Linked DNA regions of Danio rerio: region 1 is linked to region 2. A link is a contact called in public HiCAR-type data. All regions are on one chromosome and are shown on one strand. The core of a region is the stretch at or near the end of the contact, and the rest is flanking DNA. Distances in the headings are between cores, read along the strand shown.

What was found. HiCAR-type assays count read pairs that join an accessible place to other places.
Region 1: a HiCAR-type map of caudal fin shows a contact between it and region 2, with 4 times the contacts expected there. The contact joins the promoter of gbgt1l5 here to the enhancer-like site in region 2. A contact is called at or near these places in 8 of 18 Hi-C or Micro-C datasets (caudal fin, embryo, hematopoietic stem cells and 1 more) and 1 of 4 datasets of contacts at active chromatin or transcription factors (caudal fin).

The regions. Positions count from the first base shown.
Region 1 is chr5:25,697,174-25,700,384 of GRCz12tu, forward strand. It overlaps gbgt1l5 (globoside alpha-1,3-N-acetylgalactosaminyltransferase 1, like 5), which reads right to left and starts at 1,519. Exons shown (of 4, transcript NM_001123269.1): 1 at 1,445-1,519. The coding sequence starts at 1,497.
Region 2 is chr5:25,561,474-25,564,737 of GRCz12tu, forward strand. The region is part of intron 9 of emid1 (EMI domain containing 1); the gene reads right to left. Among named protein-coding and RNA genes, the nearest start is that of rhbdd3, 22 kb to the left of the region's middle. Within about 2 kb of position 1,413, at least 12 of the 62 cell types and tissues checked have an H3K27ac peak or open chromatin away from gene starts, as enhancers often do. A contact at or near this core is called in caudal fin, where this site is marked.

The DNA.
Region 1 (3,211 bases), core at 269-2,768, 140 kb after region 2:
TCACACATGTATTCGCTTTTACTCTCTTCAATTTTTCGCACAAAAACCCACTGATGAAACCTATATCATCGCATTCATGATGATTCACTTAAAAAAATAACTCTGTACCATTTTCTTAATGCCTCAATGCAAGCTTGTTTTTATTATCTGGTGCAGAATTGTTGAATTTTTTGTATTGTAATACACTACCGGTCAAAGGTTTGGGGTTCGTAGGATGGTTAAATGTTTTAAAATAAGCTTTTCCTGCTCACTAAAAATGCATTTATTTTATCAAAAATACAGTCAAAATTGTCAAATGTTATAGGACTATAAAATAACTGTTCAATTATAGTTTATCATTTAATGTTATAATTTATTCCAGTGATTTTAATGATGAATTTTTAGCTTCATTAATCCACAAGTCACCCAATCTCTCAGAAATCACTCTAATATGAAATATAATAATAATAATAATAATAATAATAATAATTATTATTATTATTATTATTGTTATTATTATTATTAATAGTAATAAAAGCAATAATGACTGGAGTATTCATTTATTTGAAACCACATAGAATAAAACAGTTATATAAAATGTTTTAATAAACATTTAACAATTTAACCATTTTTTGTGTTAAATAAACGCCGCCTTGATAAACAGAATCAATTTCTTTAAAGACAAAAAGACATGAAAAAAAACTCACCCCAAACTTTTGAGCCATAGTGTACGCTTCCTAATGTCTCTTCAAGAAATGCTTGTAGTACTCTTAAACGTGTCACTCTGTGTAAAAACACTTGCAAATAAATATTTATCGATGTTTTATAAAAAAGTTATTGTCTGCTGATATTACTTAAATGCCCAGCACAACAGAATTAACCCAACAGTGCTTTAAGTAAAAGAAATGTTTATAATATATACAGAAAATCAAAACTAAAAAAAAAAATAAAAATTGTGATAATACAACCTAAAGAACTGTTCCGCAGTTATATTTCACATGTATTTTAGCCATATTTTGAATTATACAATGCTTTGTGTTATGTATTTAAAGTACTGTACAAAGAGAATTATCAGAATATTCCCATTAGAGAATAGACTAATTAAAATAACCTGTTGTTCCAAGATAACATTTTACAATTGAATTCAGCAGGTGAATCAACGCATGCTACAATTCAGTCTACAAAGGTGTTAAAGGAGTGTACAAATGTTATTTTCACACCCACTTTAGACACGACTGTAAGTGACGTTTTAACAACGTGTCATCTACTAACCTAAAACTCAATCCTCTATTAATACTCTAATGAAAGTTACTTAGCATGTGCTTGCAAAGTTGAGTAAATTTAGAAAAATAAAGTGGACTATCAAATTAAAGTTCAACCAAATGAGTACAAATAAGCAGCAAATTATATCTCAACTTAAAAAAATATTTCAACCAGAAAGCCAAAAGATCCAGTAATTACATACCCAGTTAGACAGAAGCCAGTCAGTATGAGTAGAGATAAGACTTTAAGTTTCATTCCTCTTGACTTAAGTATTGTTGCTCTAACAATCTGGATCATGTCAAGGAAAGCAGAGTGTGTTGCAATAATCAGGAAATAACCTTGGTTTATAGAGCTTGCTGTTAGGTGATCATGTGGCCTGCATTGTAAAAAAAAAAAAAAAAAAGACAATATGTTGTCACAACACAAATCGATTAAGTTAACTTTATAGTTTTTAAAAAATTAAGTGAATTGAACATAAAAATAAAAATTGAAAGAACTGTGCGGTTTTAACCTATTTTGATAAGTACTTTGAACAAGCAGCAAAAGTAATTTTAGAGTGTAAAAGATCTGTAAAACCCCAAAAGTAAAGGTAACTCAAACCATTTGAGGGAAATGATTGCAACAAACCATTTAAGTTCAAAAACTATTCCTAATGAGTACTGTGAACTTAATCCATTTGAGTAAATGAAGCAATTTGAGCACAGTAAAATCAGATAATTGAAGAGAACTCAAAACAACCGAGTACTGTAAAACCCAATAAGTTAAGACAACTCAAACTGAGGAAATTGATGGCTACAAACCATTTGAGTTAAAAAACTAATCTAGATGAGTACTGTGAACTTACTCCATTTAAGTTGAAGTAATGAGGAATTTAATTTAAATAAAAATATAAAAATTTATAAAAATATAAAAAAAGAGTTTTGAATTTAAAACTCCTTTTCAAATGAGTAGAATTAACTTTTAGTCAATTTTGAGTAGACTACACTCATTTCATTTGATAAAGTTGACTGTTATCTGTCCTGTGATAATGACCCTATACAATCACATTTTATAGCTGTCTATATTCTGGCTAACAACTATTTCACTCTTGTTAAACATGCATAGCAATATTCATGAAACAGTGAGATGCAGTTTTGTTATACAAACTAATCGTAAAATAGTTACATATTCGTAAAGAAGTTGATGAGTTGGCTAACAGCAATTTCCTCAAAAAAAGAGAGAAAGACATGAAAGCCTTTCTAAACAAACACTTGGATCATGAGATATTGAACATAATGAAACCTCTGCAGAACTTTCATTTCTGCATTTTTGTCATATTTTTTTTTGTTCCTTTGTATACTATTCATGTTTGATATGATGAGTGAAACACATAATGTTCAAACAAAAGTCATTTAAAGGGTTTGAAAATAATTTTATGTTCCAAAAAAATTAATGACTGAATGAAATCAACGACAGAGCTTTAATTTTTGGATGGAATATCCCTTTAACTAGGTATATAAACGGGTCAGTTTTTGATAAACCTGACATTTTATAAGAGGACACTGCTAAATCTTTTTGACGCAATTTGAGAGGAAGATTTGAGTGCAGTCTGAGAATGAGGGACCCAATCTAAAACTTTAAATATCTGGGTATTTAATATATTAAGCTGTTCATTTAGCCTTCCTACAAGTACACTGTAAAACCTAAAAGTTAAGGTAACTTAAACCTTTTGAGGGAACCGATTGCAACAAACCATTTAAGTTCAAAAACTAATCCTAATGAGTACTGTGGTCTTGATCCATTTGAGTAAATAAAGCAATTTAGGCACAGTAAAACCCAATAAATGAAGAGAACTCAAACCAACTGAGCACTGTAAAAGCCAATAAGTCAAGGCAACTCAAACCATTTGAGGAAACTGATGGCTACAAACCATTTGAGTCAAAAAACTAATCTATACAAATACTGTAAACTACTAGCACACATCTCTGTA
Region 2 (3,264 bases), core at 163-2,662:
CATCTCTTTTGTCAGTCTGTCTCTATCTCTGTCCCTCCGTCTGTCTGCCTTCTGTCTGTTTGCCTGTCTATCTCTATTCTGTCTGTCGGTTCACCTGTCTTTCCTGTTTGTCCATGTGTCTGTCCATCTGTCTATGTCAGTCTGTCTGTCCATGTATCAGTCCATACGTCTTTGTGTGTGTGTCTGTCTGTCCGTCTGTCTGTCTGTATCTCTCTCTCTTTCTCTCTCTCTGTGTCTGTCCATCCATCTGTCTGTCTGTCTATCTGTATGTCTGTGTCTGCCCGTCTGCCTTCTGTCTCTTTGCCAGTCTGTACATCTCTATTCTGTCTGTCTGTTCACATGTCTTTTCTGTCTGTCGGTCTGCCTGTCCATATGTCTGTCTTTCCACCTGTCTCTCTCACTTTCTATCTGTCCACCTGTTCGTCTGTCCATCTGTCTATCCATGCATCTGTCTGTCTTTCTGCATGTATCTGTCTGTCTGTTTGTCTGTCTCTCTCTTTCTATCCATTCATCTGTCTAGCTGTCTATCTCTATGTCTGTGTGTGCCTGTCTGTACATCTCTTTTCTGTCTGTCTCTATGTCCATCCGTCTGTCTGTAATCTGTCTTTTTGCCTGTCTGTTTATTTGTCTGTCTGTCCATCTCAATTCTGTCTGTCTGTTCACCTGTCTTTTTTTGTCTGTCAATCTGTCTGTCCATGTGTCTGTCCATCTATCGGTCTGTCTGTCAATGTGTCTATCTGTCTCTGCATTTCTGTCTGTCCATCTGGCTCTCTCTCTTTCTGTCTGTACATCTATCTGCTTGTCTGTCTGTACATGTTTTTTTTGTCTGTTCATTTGTCTGTCTGCTATCTGTCTCTCTCTCTGCCTACCTGTCTATCCATCTGTCCCTTTCTCCATCTCTCTGTCTGTCCATCTATCTATCCACCCTTCCATTTGTCCATCCCTCTGTCTCTCTGTGAGTCTCAGGCCTCAGCAGGTAAGTCTGCTGTAACCTCTGTGTCTGCAGGGCATTTCTGAGCTCAGACGCAGACAGGAAACTCCAATAAAGACAGTGTTTTTCTATTGAAGCCCCATGCGGACCCTTTAATTGTCCTGATTACTTTGAAGGTAGAATCATGGGAATAACAGCTTTAACTGAGTTATAAAGTTCTAAGGCCCCTAAATTGAAAATTCTCAAACTTTATGAGGTCTGGGCAGGCCTGTGTCCCGTTCAGCAGAGAGCAGATATAAAACTGAGGCGAGGTGAAGTGTCAGTCAGCTACACGGGCCAGTCCTCCCCGAGAGTGACGACACACACACTAAAAAATTATTGCTTCTATTATAAAACACTCCCTCGTGCTTGGAGCTTAACTGAGTGTACGTCTCAAAACAGAGTACACACACACATGCTGTTTTGGCTGTGCACATCTGGAAGCGGTTGAGTGACATCAGCAGCAGGCAGACAGACAGGTCTTTTCCCCCAGCATGTGGCTGTTGAGTCTAGCCTGCATTACCTCCTGAAACCTGCCATTTTAATCAATGGCGGGACGGAGGGGAGGAGTAATGAGAGAGGAGATGCCCTGAAGTTAGTCTAATTCCTCAATCCAGCCCTCTTTTTCTACTTATATTTATTCCGGGCTCATTTAAAGGGGTCATGACATGTGGAATCAAAGCTGTCTTGATCTTTTTACATATAAGAGATTTTTATTCGATTAAAACATTCAGCACGTTTTAATACATGAAATTTCCTCCTTGTTGAAAACAAATCATTTATGTACTTATACAAAAGGAAAACAGAATTAGCATGCTTGCGTTTTTGTACAGATTTCAGGAGGTATTGGGAACAAGTAGATTTATTCAAGTATATGTTTATTTTTAATAATACATTTAAATTTGTACTTTTTAAACATGTTTTTTCAGTGTTTGACTGCAGACTATTTTGCAAAGGCACAGTGTAATGGAAAGATCTTCAAGAGGATTTTGTAGAAAAAAAGCAATCAGCTCTACATGATCTTACAGAAGGTATAATTCATTTCACAATGCTTTGCCTGCAATTCAGGGTTTTATTATGGATAACTGTTGTCATATATATATATATATATATATATATATATATATATATATATATATATATATATATATATATATATATATATATATATATATATATATATATTTGTTTTATTTTCTAGCATTAGCCAATCACAATATTTTACCATTTACTGACAAGATTTAAAGGAACTGCACATTAAAATCAGGCTTTTCACACACAAACAAACATCTTGAAAATATTTTTTCTGCATATATTTGTATTTTTTTAGTATAAAAACATACATAGTATGTTAGATTTTGATGATAGAATCATGCAGTTGCAGCGAATCTCCCGTTCCACCACATCCCAAAGGTGCTCTATTGGATTGAGCTCTGGTAACTGTGGAGGACATTTAAGTACAGTGAAGACATTGTCATGTTCAAGAAATCAGTCTGAGATGATTCGCGCTTTATGACATGGTATGTAATCCTACTGGAAGTAGCCATCAGAAGATGGGTACACTGTGGTCATAAAGGGATGGACATGGTCAGCAACTATACTAAGGTAGTATGGTAAAAAAAATAAAAGGTAGGTACACCACCTACCTTTTATTTTTTTTATTAATTTTTTTTATTTTCATTGATACGATGCTCAATTGGGCCCGAAATTGGGCCAAAGTGTGCCAAGAAAATATCCCCCACACCATTACACCACCAGCCTGAACTGTTTATGCAAGGCAGGATGGATCCATACTTTCATGTTGTTGATGCCAAATTCTGACCCTACCATCTGAATGTCACAACAGAAATCGAGACTCATCAGACTAGGCATCGTTTTTCCAACCTTCTATTGTTCAATTTTGGTGAGCCTGTATGAATTGTAGCCTCAGTTTCCAGTTCTTAGCTGACAGGAGTGGCACTTGGTGTGGTCTTCTGCTGCTTTAGCCCATCCGCCTCAGGGTTGGACGTATTGTGCACTCAGAGATGCTCTTCTGCATACCTCAATTGCAGTGAGTGGTTATTAGAGTTACTGTTGCCTTTCTATCAGCTGGAAAAAACAGTATAGCCATTTTCCTTTGACCTCTGGCATCAACAAGGCATTTGTGCCCACAGAATTACAAATCACTGGATATTTTCTCTTTTTCGAATCATTCTCTGTAAACCCTAGAGATGGTTGTGGTAAAAATCCCAGTAGATCAGCAGTTTCTGAAATACTCGGACCAGCCCGTCTGGCATCAACAACCATGCCACGTT